2 separate regions of the Danio rerio genome follow, and region 1 is linked to region 2. The links are chromatin contacts, called in public Micro-C maps. All regions are on one chromosome and are shown on one strand. The core of a region is the stretch at or near the end of the contact, and the rest is flanking DNA. Distances in the headings are between cores, read along the strand shown. Region 1 has its middle 50 kb from the start of zfp36l1a. Region 2 holds the start of zfp36l1a (zinc finger protein 36, C3H type-like 1a).

Region 1 (7,071 bases), core at 1,460-3,959, 49 kb after region 2:
AGGATGGATGCGGTGGGGAGGGGTGAGAAGGGTGCGCGACGTATTTAAGGACTGGGATGGAGACGCATGATTTTCGGGAGATTATCTCTCGTTTGCGGGCACCCGGGAGTGTCTGTGCATTTGTGGGAGACTAACGAAACTTCCGGGAGACTTGAGATGCCTGGAATGACCTCCCGCCCTGCTCATAATTCTGTCTTTATATAGCCGTATGCCTATTACATGTCCATAATACACTGTGACATAACCAGGCTCGGATTGTAGCGCTTTCTCACTTCAATTGATCTGCTCCAGAGTTTGTTTCAATTGAGCCGATCTAGGAGCAATAGTTTTGACACTGATTCGAGCGCGATTGGTGGTTTCAAGTATGCCAAACGAACCGTGTCACTGGGCAAACGAGACTACAAAAGTGTAGGTGTGAAAGCACCCTAAGTCCTCACAGGAAAGTCCTCACTGGAAGTCAAAAGTAACATCAAGGAATCCAAGCATTCGCACTAGCATTTAGAGAGAAATACTTTTTAGCATTAGAATGCAGCTTCAGCTGCTATTTAAGATAGCAAATCAATAAAAAGATGTTTCTCAGAAAATGTTTGAGGCCTGTTTAATGTCTTGAGACTACTTGAAGAAATGTGTGATTTGTGACACATTACGGAGCAAGGGCATGTGGTGTGTGTGTGTTGTTTTGTACTTTGTTGTGTGTGAGACTTTGAAAGGAAGTGAGGTCACATCCTGCCCCACTATACCCAGTGGAAAGTGGCGTGAATAAGAAGCCCCCCAAATTTTTTTAAAAATCTTATTTTATCATGATTATAGTTAAGAAACTTTTTTTTATTTGAGGTGACAAACCTGAATTTCCCTCCTATTATGAAAAAAGTAATGCGATATAAATAAAACAGAGTTACTTCATAAACACCACAGTGACACAGTACATTCTTATCACACATCATCATACATTAAAACACACATATACAACATTTTTGGATACTTTATTGAATGTTGTTACTCTTAAATGAAAATGTGTATAAAGAGTGTAGTTGAATAATACACTAAAGTCTGTTAAGAGTTAAAGGTGCAGTAGGTGATCTGCCAAAAATTTAGTTTCCCTAATGGGATAATAAAGCTGAGTCTGAGTCTGAACCAAACCATGAAATCAGTGTAGGTTCACACCTCTAGTACTTTATAATACTACAATTCCAAATGAAAACTGTATTTTATCTGGCACATTTTCAGTTGTGTAGCAAGCAAAACTTGTCTCAAGTGCTTTGTACTAAAGCAACTACTGTATGCTTAGTGGTTGGCCGGTGGCATGCAGGAGTTATACTTATTACTACTACTTTTTACTATTTCAGAGTGAATATTCAGAGTAGCGGTAAACAATATAGAGAGCGTGTCCCAGGTTGACATTGCTCAAAAATAAACTAATGTAAATATAAAACCAACTTCAGCTTAGTAAATCAGACGAGGCAGAATAGCGCTGTTTACTGATGTGTTGTTGTTAAACAAAAAAAAAAAAATCACATAATCGATGCTATAAAAAAGACTATTGATAATAGTCACATCATTCTATTGCCGAAGAATTTCAGTAGCTGGACAACACTTCTGTGCAGATAACCCATTCATAAAACTGCAAAATCTGCATCAGCTTTGCATGACTAAAAGAGTTTTTTAAACATAACATTACTTGTCTAAAAGAAATACTTCAACCATGGTGTTGTCCTTCCTCCAGCATGCAAAAGTAACTCCAATATTGATTCAGGATTTTAAAAGGTTTTGATTCAGCATTTGTTTTTACTGCTGTCAGTCTCTCAAACAAGCAAAAGGCAAGAAAAAAAAAATCAAAGGGGGGCTAATAATTCTGACTTCAACTGTATGTCTTATTTATTAAGCATTTCATGCTCGAATTATTACATCCCAAATTAATATATTATTTTCTAATATTTATTAAAACATTTAGTAAGAAAAAATTGTATAATGCACATAAACACAGCTTAAAAGCACATTTAAAAACCCTATTCTACATGAGTTTTATTTAACTCAATAAGATTACTCATTTTAGATGAAACAACATCGACCAGTTCTGCGACTGACATGACATCAGCAGTATGTTAGTCTAGACAGAGGTGTCACACCTTCCTACATCTTCTGTGACGTGTTTTTGTGCCAGATAAGTGTACCAGGCTCAGTGATGACTGTACATGGCTGGAGATAGGATAACCTGCTACTTGCTGCATATTGGTAGTTCATGGATTTCCTTTTTTTTTTGTCGAACACAAGCAAGCCATTATTAAATTTCATCTCGAAAAGTATTTTCAAATGTGCATCCAATGGGGTTTTATCTGTGGTGATTTACACCACATGAATTTTATCCTCCCAAACCCCGAGGAGCATTTCTGATCTGTTTATTATTTCCGCACAGCTGAAAAAATACAACCATAAAGACAAAACGTCCAAAAACCTGTCTAAATTTTGTAGGTCAAAGCACTATTTTCTAAATGAATGGCTTATTTGAATGGTGTCTAAATACAGTGTTCGTGGTTCCTTTTGGTAAATGACAAAAAGCAAGAAAGCGCTGGTTATTGGTTATAAGGTTTGGTTATTTTAAATATTACACATCTCATTGCATTCAGGCATGCACGGGTTAGTTTCTAGGTGTGTGTGTGCTTACAACTGGGGCAGGATGTTCTGAGGTTACTCTCTGAAGTGCAGATATCGGCCTCTGTTGCTTTCGCGCACATGTTTTATCTCAGTGTGGAACATGCAGAGGAGTTTATAAGCACTGTGTACTGTTTCATGTCACGGTGCACATACAAAAACACAGCCGTGCACAACCCACAGCAATGCACACATTTAACCCTTTCCATGCCCACACAGGAAAACCCTTTTGCTTCGATTCAAAAGCAACACCTCCTAAATCTGCTCTAATGTCTTGCTTACTGTAATACGGTCCTAGCACAATGCTCCTAATGTTCCAACGAAAGCTGAAACATTGTGACATACTGTATATAATATCAGGCTGCTATTTCCATTCCGGGCCGCTGTGTGTTTAGTCTGATAGCCGTGATGTGATCAGAAGACTCTGATGACGCGGTCACTGCTCACCGCTAAATGCGGAGGTCAGTGACGTGGGTATCACACATCGTTTAGTAGCATTTTGTTGGCAAAAGTGGGCTGTGAAGTCCATTTTGTTGTTTTTTAGATTGCAATATTAAAGCAGTGAAGCATTTTGATCAAATGGGTAAAAATAAAACAGGTATTTTGAGGTCTAAACAGCTAAATAGAACATAGGTTGGGTTCTTTCCATAGATTTGCAGTACACACAAATTGGAACAGTCAAAATCAGTCCATGAACTTCAGCGGATTTAACTATATTATCACAAGGCAACAAGCTAGCATTAGCATAGCATTAGGTTCATCATTACCATAGTATCTGTGATATTTAGTTAATGCGTATTTAAACATAAACAAACTGGCAGGCACGTTAACATGTGTGAAGCATCTATGTGTGTGTATATGGATGACCTTTACGTCTATAATGTCTGTAGTGCACAACAAAAACAAATACAAAAGTTATGTGACATGGAATGAAAAAGATTGAGACTGATTGCAATGACTAAACTGCACTTCCTCAGCTCTTGATTTACACTGTAAAAATGCAGGATTCCACATAATTCATTCATGACCCAACACAAATCAATTAAATAAACTTAACACTTTTAACAAATTTATGTGGATTGAACATAAAAAATCAAGTTCTCAAGAAAAAATCTCAAGAATTGTGTTGTTTCAGCTCACTTTAATTAAGTAGTTTGAACAAGCCAAAAAATATGTTTTTTGAGTGTAGAAACACTCATGCATTGGTTTTCTGTAGCCGAATAGTAAAGTACACAGCAAAATTATCATTATTTTACGTTTTTTCTCGCAGCTGGGATGCCGTTAAAGAACATAAAATAACAGCCACTAAATGACAGAAATTCTCTTAAATTCATGTTTGTTATTTTACAGTGAATATCTGTAATTTAACGGTCGTTATTTTCTGTTATCTTTGCCAGAAAAAAATGTAAAATAACAGATTTTTTTTTTTACAGTGTAAGATAAGAAAACCCCAAGCATAGTGTTGTAATGTCCTTATAATTATAACTTTGGAATTAAAGCATATTTATATGTATAATGTCATTTTCAGGAAAGAAAAGTAACAACTATTTGGGTTGTGGTGTACTTGAACAAACAATCTAATTAAAGAAAGTTTTTTTTAGGCTTCATTCATTCATTCATTTTCTTTTTGGCTTACTCCCTTTATTAATCAAGGGTTGCCACAGCGGAATGAACCGAATACTTATCCAGCATATGTTCTACGCAACAGATGCCCTTCCAGCTGCAACCCATTACTGAAAAACACCCATACATTCTCATTCACACACATACACTACGGACGATTTAGGCGACCCAATTCAGCTGTAGTGCATGTGTTTGGACTTGTGGGGGAAACCGGAGCACCCGGAGGAAACCCACTTGAACGCGGGCAGAGCATGCAAACAAGACACAGAAATGCCAATTGACCAAGCTGAGGCTCGAACCAGCGACCTTCTTGGTCCTATTTAAGGTTCATAAAGTTATTTATTTATTTATTTATTTATTTATTTATTTAAAAGCAATTGAATGTGTTTTAGTTTCATTCATCACCACACCACAGTCAAAGATCTTTTCGAGTCTGAAGTTTGTTTATTAGCAGTCGGTTTTTTTGTGTGAAAACATGGATTAACAGTAAATTCTGTTATTGGAAGAGATTCTTTGTGTCATAAGTTACAAGAAAACACTTAATAATAACTGGAAAAGGTGTCATCACAGTCTGCGAAAATGGCCCATTATGAATAAACAACCTAATCTCAAGGGGAAAACATAACTAGATTAGTGTTTCAGGTGATGGCTAATTTATGACATACAGTCATACAGTCTCATTTGTATGCAAATGCAGGACTTTTTTTAAGTAAGCATGATATGAGCAGTGAGCAGATCATATGGAAATCTATGAATGAGATTATGCTAAAGTTGTCTAAACATAAACTACCGGTCAAAAGTTTGGGGTCAGAATAATTTTGAAATGTTTTTAAATAGGCTTTTCCTGCTCACCAAGGCTGCGTTTAAGTAGTAAAAAATACAGTACAAATTATTGCACTATAAAAAAAAACTTTTCAAGATTAGTTTATAATTGAATATAATTATTTATTCCAGTGGTTTCAGAGATGAATTTTCAGCTTCGTTACTCCAGTCTTCAGTCACATGATCCTTTAGATATCACTCTAATATTAATTCTTCTTCTTATTATTATTATTTTTATTATAATAATGGTAATAGTGATAAAAGCAATAATGACTGGAGTAATAATTTTATATAAAACTACATACGATACTCAAGCAAATTCAGCAACTCAAGCAGTTATTTAACATTTTTATAAACATTTAACATTTGTATAAACATTTAACATTTTTTCGTACATTTAATAAACGCCGCCTTGATAAACAGAATCAATTATTTAAAAAACTGACCCCCAAACTTTTGACCGGTAGTGTAGTTACAAATTGCTATGTTGAGGTTGTGTTGCAATAAACAGCATTTAAAAAGTGTGTACAGAGACTTAATTTAAGAACTACATTTGGACCACCAGACCATTTTTAAATGATACTTTTACATTCACCCCTGAGAGTGAATATTTGGCTACATCCTTCCTCACCAGTATTACCTTCCCTGGCCAAGGTCGGGCAAACTGAGCAATCCTTTGCTCCCTGTGTTTGTTCAGCAGGGTGATTACGGGAAGCGCCCGGATAAGTGGGTTTAAATAGAGCCAGAGTGCCTCCATTGGGAATTTGTTAATGATTTAAAGAACCCAAAAAAACAAGTCCTGGGAAACAGACTGCATTTATCCAGCTCCTCGGCCTTGTTTTCATCATCATCATAATGCATTATGTTTTGAAACTTTAAGCGTGGAATGGTTTCTCATGTTTTAATCTTGTTTTCATTCGAGCTCCGCAGGCCATAGCTTTTTCATGTTTTCCATGTGAAAAGTCCCACTCTGCAGGCCAGGTGTGTGTATGTTGGGGGGAGGGGGGGGACGTTTCAGGGTTAACTGTAATTCATACACTAGAAAAGTAAGTGCCCAAATTACCAACAAGCTAAAATAATTTCCTGTAGTGGTGCTTGGAAGCAGCTATTTCTGCCTCGCCTTGTTTATTTTGGTGGGGGGGTGGGGGGACAGAGTCAGAAAGGGTCTATGGACACATAATCCTCTCCAAAAAAAAAAAAAAAAAGTGATTTATTTATGAATTCCAGCCCTGAACTGCCCTCCTCCCCTCTCCGCTCGCATGCCTCTGGAGAGAGCGCGAGCCTGCCAGAAGTCATTGGCTGATGTTTACAAGACTGGATTGGCTATTTCCCATGGTGCCTTGTGCCTGCAGTGATATCTTATTTATGTAAGGCCCGATATGGGAGAACAGAAGATTTTATTTTGGGCTATTCCCCATAGATGGATCCGATTCCTCCAACTGGAGCTATTTCCTAAATACGTGCGGCCTTTCAGGTCTTAGACCATGTTAGTGGGTCTTGATAAAATCTTTATTAATTGTCACTTCTAGACAATTCTTGGGGAAATGTTGCTCGTGACAGGTTCTGGGCTTCATTTTCATTCGATTTAACTGGAAAATGAAGTTAAGTGCTTTTTGAAGGCCTAAGAACATGATACTGTCGACCACAGTATGGTGACCCGAAAGATGTCACTATCAAGAACTTTCTCTGAAACAAGCAAAAGGTTTTGCTCAGAGTCTGGACCGTTTTTATTGACTCTTTGAAACCACACGGTAGTCTGTTTCTGTTTTAAGACAATTCACACTAAGAACGATAAATGTAAAGGTATCTTTTATGCTAACTAAATTTAGCTTGAGTACTAGCAAATGATAACAGGCACTTGCTGAAGTTTTGTGCTCTGCCTCTTTAAATGCACAACCTCATGAATCAGGATAGATTCTGATTGGCTATCAGGGCGTTGTTGCTTAATAACTGTTAGGAATGTGATTCCAACAGTAT
Region 2 (6,572 bases), core at 2,367-4,866:
AGAGAAGAAAGAGTTTGTCTGTAAGGTTTAATAACAAGATTCCCTTCCCAACAAATGTTAAGTAACCAGCAACTAATGGGAAAAAGGGGCACTAACAAGAACAACAAAACAAAAACAAAAAAAACAATAGTAAGGAACTGTTCATTTTTCGAGTGGAGACATCCCATCTCAGGGTTTTTGTGCTGCTGTAAGCGAGACATGGAGCATGTAGCACCTAACTGAACATTTGAATGTGCCTGAAATATTCCAAAGCTCCACTCTCATTCAACCCTTATGAGAAAAGTCCTTCCTGCAGACCGGTGCAATCTGCAATTTCAAGGGAGGGGGCGCACACACTCAGAACAAGAGCTACATAATCAGGCCATAAAGAAGGAAGAAATATATATATTAAAGATAAAAAGAAACAGTGGTCCATTCACCCCAACACTCGACCCCCAGGCACTTGTCTTTTTTTCACATCTTTTCCTGTTTTTCGCTTTAAGCCGGTCTACAAAGACAGTTGTTAAAGGTCTAAGCATGACACTTGTGAACTTTAGTTAGTTATGAAAGAGTGTCCTTGAGAAGAGTGGCGATTTGTGAGGGGGAAGGAAGGGCGCAGGGTTCTCCCTTAACCATGCCACCAGCTCCGCTACACTTGACTACAGCTGTGGCACCTGGCACAACGGTCTCATACCTCTCACGATTAGCATTTTGCTAATCCACTTCCTACTCTGTGTAGTTTGGCACAGTCACACCAGGAACATAGCAGGGGCTCGACATGATGTGGCCCGGAAAACAGAAGGGTCTTGAGGCCGGGACAGTTTTAGCTTGTTCTGGTTAAAAAGAGTATTCAAAAAGAGAAAGATCCCTTAATTCACTGCATCGGTTTCAGAGCGGAAGTAATACAAGGAAGGAACTGTACGGCTTCTAGGGGGCCAGAGAAATGGCAAGAGGTGGAGGGAGTGCTAGCATCTCATCCTCTCAAGACTGCTGCATGCAGTGGAAAGGGGGACGGGGTCTGGCTCAGTGCGCTTTAGTCATCGGAGATGGAAAGCCTGCTGAAGATGGGCAGTCGGCGAGTGGTGTCAAGGACGGGAGATTCAGATCCACTTAGACTTCCACTTGAGCTGCTCTGGTAGCCCTCTTGGTCAGAAAGTGAGTCTGGCTGACTGGATGGAGACTCGTAGAGGTTTGGAGACTCTGACATTGCCCTGAAGTAGAAAGGGGTTGATGTTGGCGAAGGTGGCGCCTGGGAGGAAGGGTCAGAGCAGGACAAAGGTGCATTACCCAGGCTGGGGCTGAAGAAGTTGGCCAGCTCCTGGCTGGAATACGTGAAGGGGTTGCTGCTAGGCCACTCGGGCAGCTCATCGGGGGAAAATATAGGTGGTGGGGTGACTGAAGTGGGGCTGTCCCTCAAGCCTCCAGAGCTGGGGAACCCCGCGAAGCTGTAGCTGTGTTGCAGCCTTGGCCTCTCCATCTTGTTGGATGCTGAAAGGGGGGATGGGGTTGGAGGAGGCCCTCGTCGCTCTTCTGCATTGTGGATGAAGTGGCAGCGCGGGCCATAAGGGCAGAAGCCAATGGTGTGGAATGTGCGGCAAAGCTCAGTCTTGTACTTGGGATGGCGACTCAAGCTACGCAACTCATGAATGCCATGGGCAAACTGGCACTTGTCACCGTACTTGCAAGCTCCATTCTCCTCGAATGGCCTGCATAACTCTGTCTTGTAGCGGCTCGAGTTGACCTGGCTGTTGGGGCCTCCAGGGCCCGAACACTTCTGTAGCAGGCGATCCCCTGTCTCTGAGAAAGAGCGGTCTCGGAGTCGGTTCTCTTTGTTGCTGCTGCCGGTGGTTCCTGTCCCTGAACCAAGCAGGGATGGATCTGCCTTAGCAATGTTCAAAAACTGGTTTTGGTTGAGTTTGGTGTTAGCCGAAGTTACAGAGTGCCGGCGCTGGTAAACCCCACCAGTAGAGGGTGTCCCCACAGCCTTCCTGTCCAGCAGGCAACCAGTGGGGTTAGAGATGGACAGACTAGTCCCAGTGCAAGGGACGGAGACAGGGTGCGGAGAACTGAGGATGTTATTATTGTAGTTTAGCATTTTGTTCTAAAAAAAGGACAGAAAAAAAAACAACATTAATTTTTTTTGAAAGCCACAATGTGGTTGGCACGTCTTAACTGTTTTGCACTGGCTTTGTGTTATACCCATGAGTAAATACAGGCCTAAACAACTGCTAGTTTGGCTTGATGCCCACTTAGTGAACGCTTGACTGCCTCAGAAATGCAAAGACTGCTGTGCGTGTCTGATGAATAAAGACTGAACAACTTGTACAGTTTCAGAGGTGAGAAAACCTCAGTTTGCATACTTGTGGACACTGATGACCCTGTCTGATTTTAAAATGATCATCATCCTGCTTGAAACCTTTACATACCAACTAATTCTGCTTTTCACCACAAGAAAATATGAGTTTATATGTAGTACATAGATGGGTGTACATAAAATGGATTCCTAAACTTTTACACTTATCTAGCCAGTATATTATTATTATTATTATTATAGTACACTGCAAAAAAGTAGTAATTTAAATAAGAGTTTGCAAAAGTAAGGGTTACAGAAATATACACTAAACCCTTTATGATGCATCTGTACAGCACAGAAAAAAACACATTAACTCCACTGACAAATGATGTCCGACTGCAGTTATGGTTTAACCACATAAATGGACTCATATACAGCTTGACTCACTGTTTTTCTAAGTCACTCCTCTTAGTCAAAGTTTAATTCAATGAAATCATGGGACAGCCCTGACTTAGCACAGATTCACACACCATTCAAGTTTCTACACCCAAACAAGACATTTAAAACTATTTTCTCAGATAGGAGTATTTTTTCCTCTACATTTTATAGGTAGTGAAACCGGTTGTTCCAAACTTCAGTTGGTAAACAGATCAAAAGGAAGCACATACATAGATAGTTGAGTGAATACTCTTGTAAGGTATACTAAAGTCTGATTTAAAATAAAAAAGTATTTAGTCTGCGGTTATGCATGTATAATCTCAACTGAAATACATATTTACTTAAAGAACGTGTACCTTAATCACACTAAGTGAGCATTTTAAATGATCTTATAGAGGTAAACGAGTGATTAAAACGGTTCAATGTAATAGCAAGACGCAAAGAACATACACTTAAACATCTGTAATCAGACAATCCTCTTATGTTGTAAAATCACAGTCGTGGATTCTCCATAACAAGCCTAAAGGAGGAACTTTAATGGCTGCAAAACTCTAATCTTTAGTCTCGTTCATTTGGTCTCGGTTTAAACTGAGTAAAAGCAGTACTGTTGTATTTCATAGCGACTTAATTTCGCCTAAAACCACGCATTTAATCCTAGAAAGAAAGCCTGCCTCAACATTCCACAACACAAACTGATCCAGCTGAAACTTTTCTCCATACCTTGTTGTTGATCATTTCGCTGAAGTCGAAGAAAGGCGACACCACGGCTGTGGTCATCTTCCAATCGTTGATAAATAAACAGCGGAATAAAAAGCAGAAACTTCAAACTGTAACAAGCTAGTTCTGGTTGTGTAAACTTGTGTTGCCCTAAAAGAAACCCCCTCTGTCTTGCTCCTCCGTGGCCGCGCTGCATTTCCTTTTAACCCAAATGCAGGAGGAGCTTCGGGAGCGTCACATATGGGCGTTTCTCTGTTGCTCCGTTTCAAGTTTTCTTTTTTTTTTCTTCTCCTCTTTGCTTTCACTCGCGCATAGAAGTTACAACGCAGTTTAAAAGTTTAGTGCAGCTCTTCTGCTGTTCATTTATAAATCAGCAGTGTTGTGTGCAGTTGTTTGTTCCCATGATGACTGAAACTGCATTGTTTACGTTGTTGCGTATTTTCAACGCTTGTAATTGCAACTTATACATAATGTGAAGTATAATCTTATGCACATTTTTTTTCAGCTAGACTTTAGTTTTGGAATCTGCAAGTTATCACTAAACTGAAATGAATGTCAGGTACTAAAATAATGCACAATAACTTCTATTTAAAACAAGCATGGGGGAATTTTCTGCATGAATGCTTTAATAATCACCAATTATATTTCATTCTAAACGTTTTACTTTTGCTGGTCCAGTGGAGAGTGTTACATTGGTAAATAAAGTATATTTTTACACATTCTGTCACCTTGATTGATCCCAACAATCATTTTTTTTTTTTTTAAAGATGTCTAATGGATGTCTAATAGATGTCTAAAATTGTCTTGGCTAAAACAAGACTAAATTTGGGCTGTCAGTGAAATTCTTATAAATAAAGTATATTTTTACACATTCTGTCACCTTAAGTGATCTCAGCAAGCTTTTTTTGTTTTCAAAAGATGTTTAATAGATGTCCAATAGACATCTAAACATAGTTGTCTTGGCTAAAACATGACTAAATTTGGACTTTCAGTAAAAATCTATTAAATAAAGTATATTTTTACACGTCATCTCGAGTGATCCAGCAATAATTTTTAGTTCTTAAAAGATGTCTAATAGATGTATAATAAACATCTAAACATAGTAGTCTTGTCTAAAACATGACTAAATCTGGGCTGTCTGTAAAAATCTAAGGAATAAAGTATATTTTTTACATATTCTGTCACCTCGAGTGATCCCGGCAAGCTTTTTTGTTTTTAAAAGATGTTTAATAGATGTCTAATAGACATTTAAACATAGTCGTCTTGGCTAAAACATGACTAAATTTGGGCTGTCAGTCAAAATCTATTAAATAAAGCATATTTTTACACATTCTGTCACCTTAAGTGATCCAAACAAGCAATTTTTGTTCTTAAAAGATGTCTGAAAGATGTCTAATAGATGTCTAATTATAGTATTCTAGCTAAAACAAAAAATAGTTTGTGCGGTCAGTAAAAACCTATTAAATAAAGTAGATCTTTTCACAGTCACCTCAAGTGATCCCATCAAGCATTCTTTATTTTTTTAAGATGTCTAACAGATGTCTAATAGACCTGGCTAAAACAAGGCTAAATTTGGTCTGTCAGTGAAAACCTTATAGATGTCTTAGGATAGGCCAAAACTGTAGTCATTAGATAAACAGAAATTAATGACTATATATAAGTTGATCTAATCTGTCTATTTGACGACGAGTCTAGTTTTGGCTATTCTTAGATGGCTATTGGATTTTTACTGACAGACCAAGTTTGTCTACGTTTAGATCTCTATTAGACATCTAATAAACACAAAATTGTTTGCTGCTATTATTCATGTAAGTACTTCTGCATTAAAATGTACCATGAAAAAATCTAAATGCTGTATCAATTCAAATTCATTGGAGTAGCCTATACTGCTTTGAGATCAACATCAAAATTACATTACTCAGTCAGGACAAACCCCCTCCCGCAGCCCACCCGAGCAATCCATGACAGGGCAAGAACTGCACCCTTCGTCTGCACTGAGTCATTCTGTATTTGTGTTACAGCTGAGGAAGAACAGCACCACTTAGGACAAAAGTTTTTAGAGATGTTGGAGGAGGGTACAGATTTACTGGGGATGTTTGCTGCAATGCCCTGGGCTGTGTGGGGCGGGGGAGCGAGCACGGAGGGGAGGAAGGGGTCACAACACCCCTCTTCTTCCCTCCCAGCCAGAGGTGGAAGTTTTTATAAGGGTTTTTTTACTCTCTCTTTCCCTCCACACACACTTTAATAGCGCGCATTTCATGGAGACTGTAGGCGAGATGCAATGCTTGCATGTTTTTGCATTGATCTTCAATGTTTTTTTCTTCTGCATGTAAGAAGAAGTTTAACAAGTTCCCGGGTGCAGCGTAATCTCCCCCCGGGGTGTAAGAGAGACACAACCGAGAATGACAGGAGCTGTTGAGATTACATTTCAAAGTGTTTTCGGCCAAGTTATCAATACTTTGATGATAATGTAAACCACAAGATAGGATAGTGCAAGATTGCATTTTGTTACGCGATTATGACGTCACACGCGTTTATTTACATTGGATGTTGAAATGCTATGCACTATACACTGTGTATTTAAATTTATAAAATTTTATCTATTTAACCATTGTTATTTTAGTTTTTTGTGTTTCATCTTTGGTATTGTGTTGTATGTTTGTTCCTGATGGTTATGCAAAAAAAAAAAAAAAAAGTTTCTCACAGGTCCTGCAAATGATTTGTGGCGTTTGTGTGCGTTGAGTGTTTGTGCAGTGCGTGCTGTTGGCCTGTAGAGGGAGCGCTTTGTTTCAATCTGCGCTTAAAAGATTCCTGCACATCGGGTTTCCCGTTGTTTGTTGTGCAGAGAGAGGGAGCAGGAGAGACTTTTCAAATGGTATGAAATATACAGGATTACTTTGCTCTTTAAACTTTAAGTAGGCTATGTAGGAGGAACCATATGAGTTTCCAAGAGTTAGATATACTGAGGTAACCGCCCTGCTGGTACAACTAAGTTGATAACTCGAGTCATTTCATTTTTTTATATATATATATATATTCTACGTCCACAGATGACTTATTTATTTCCCCTCAGACAAATTATATTATATTATATTTTTCTTTCATTTGAGGTATGTTTACTTGGGGTGATTTGTGATTCTGCTAT

The links. Hi-C and Micro-C count contacts between places; a contact is called where the count stands out from the background.
Region 1: a Micro-C map of caudal fin shows a contact between it and region 2, with 2.5 times the contacts expected there. The contact joins the enhancer-like site here to the promoter of zfp36l1a in region 2. A contact is called at or near these places in 1 of 18 Hi-C or Micro-C datasets (caudal fin) and 1 of 4 datasets of contacts at active chromatin or transcription factors (caudal fin).

The regions. Positions count from the first base shown.
Region 1 is chr17:39,709,527-39,716,597 of GRCz12tu, forward strand. No RefSeq gene overlaps it. Among named protein-coding and RNA genes, the nearest start is that of zfp36l1a, 50 kb to the left of the region's middle. Within about 2 kb of position 2,710, at least 13 of the 62 cell types and tissues checked have an H3K27ac peak or open chromatin away from gene starts, as enhancers often do. A contact at or near this core is called in caudal fin, where this site is marked.
Region 2 is chr17:39,659,581-39,666,152 of GRCz12tu, forward strand. It overlaps zfp36l1a (zinc finger protein 36, C3H type-like 1a), which reads right to left and starts at 3,617. Exons shown (of 2, transcript NM_001077153.2): 1 at 3,431-3,617; 2 at 1-2,080. The coding sequence starts at 3,487. The coding sequence ends at 1,013.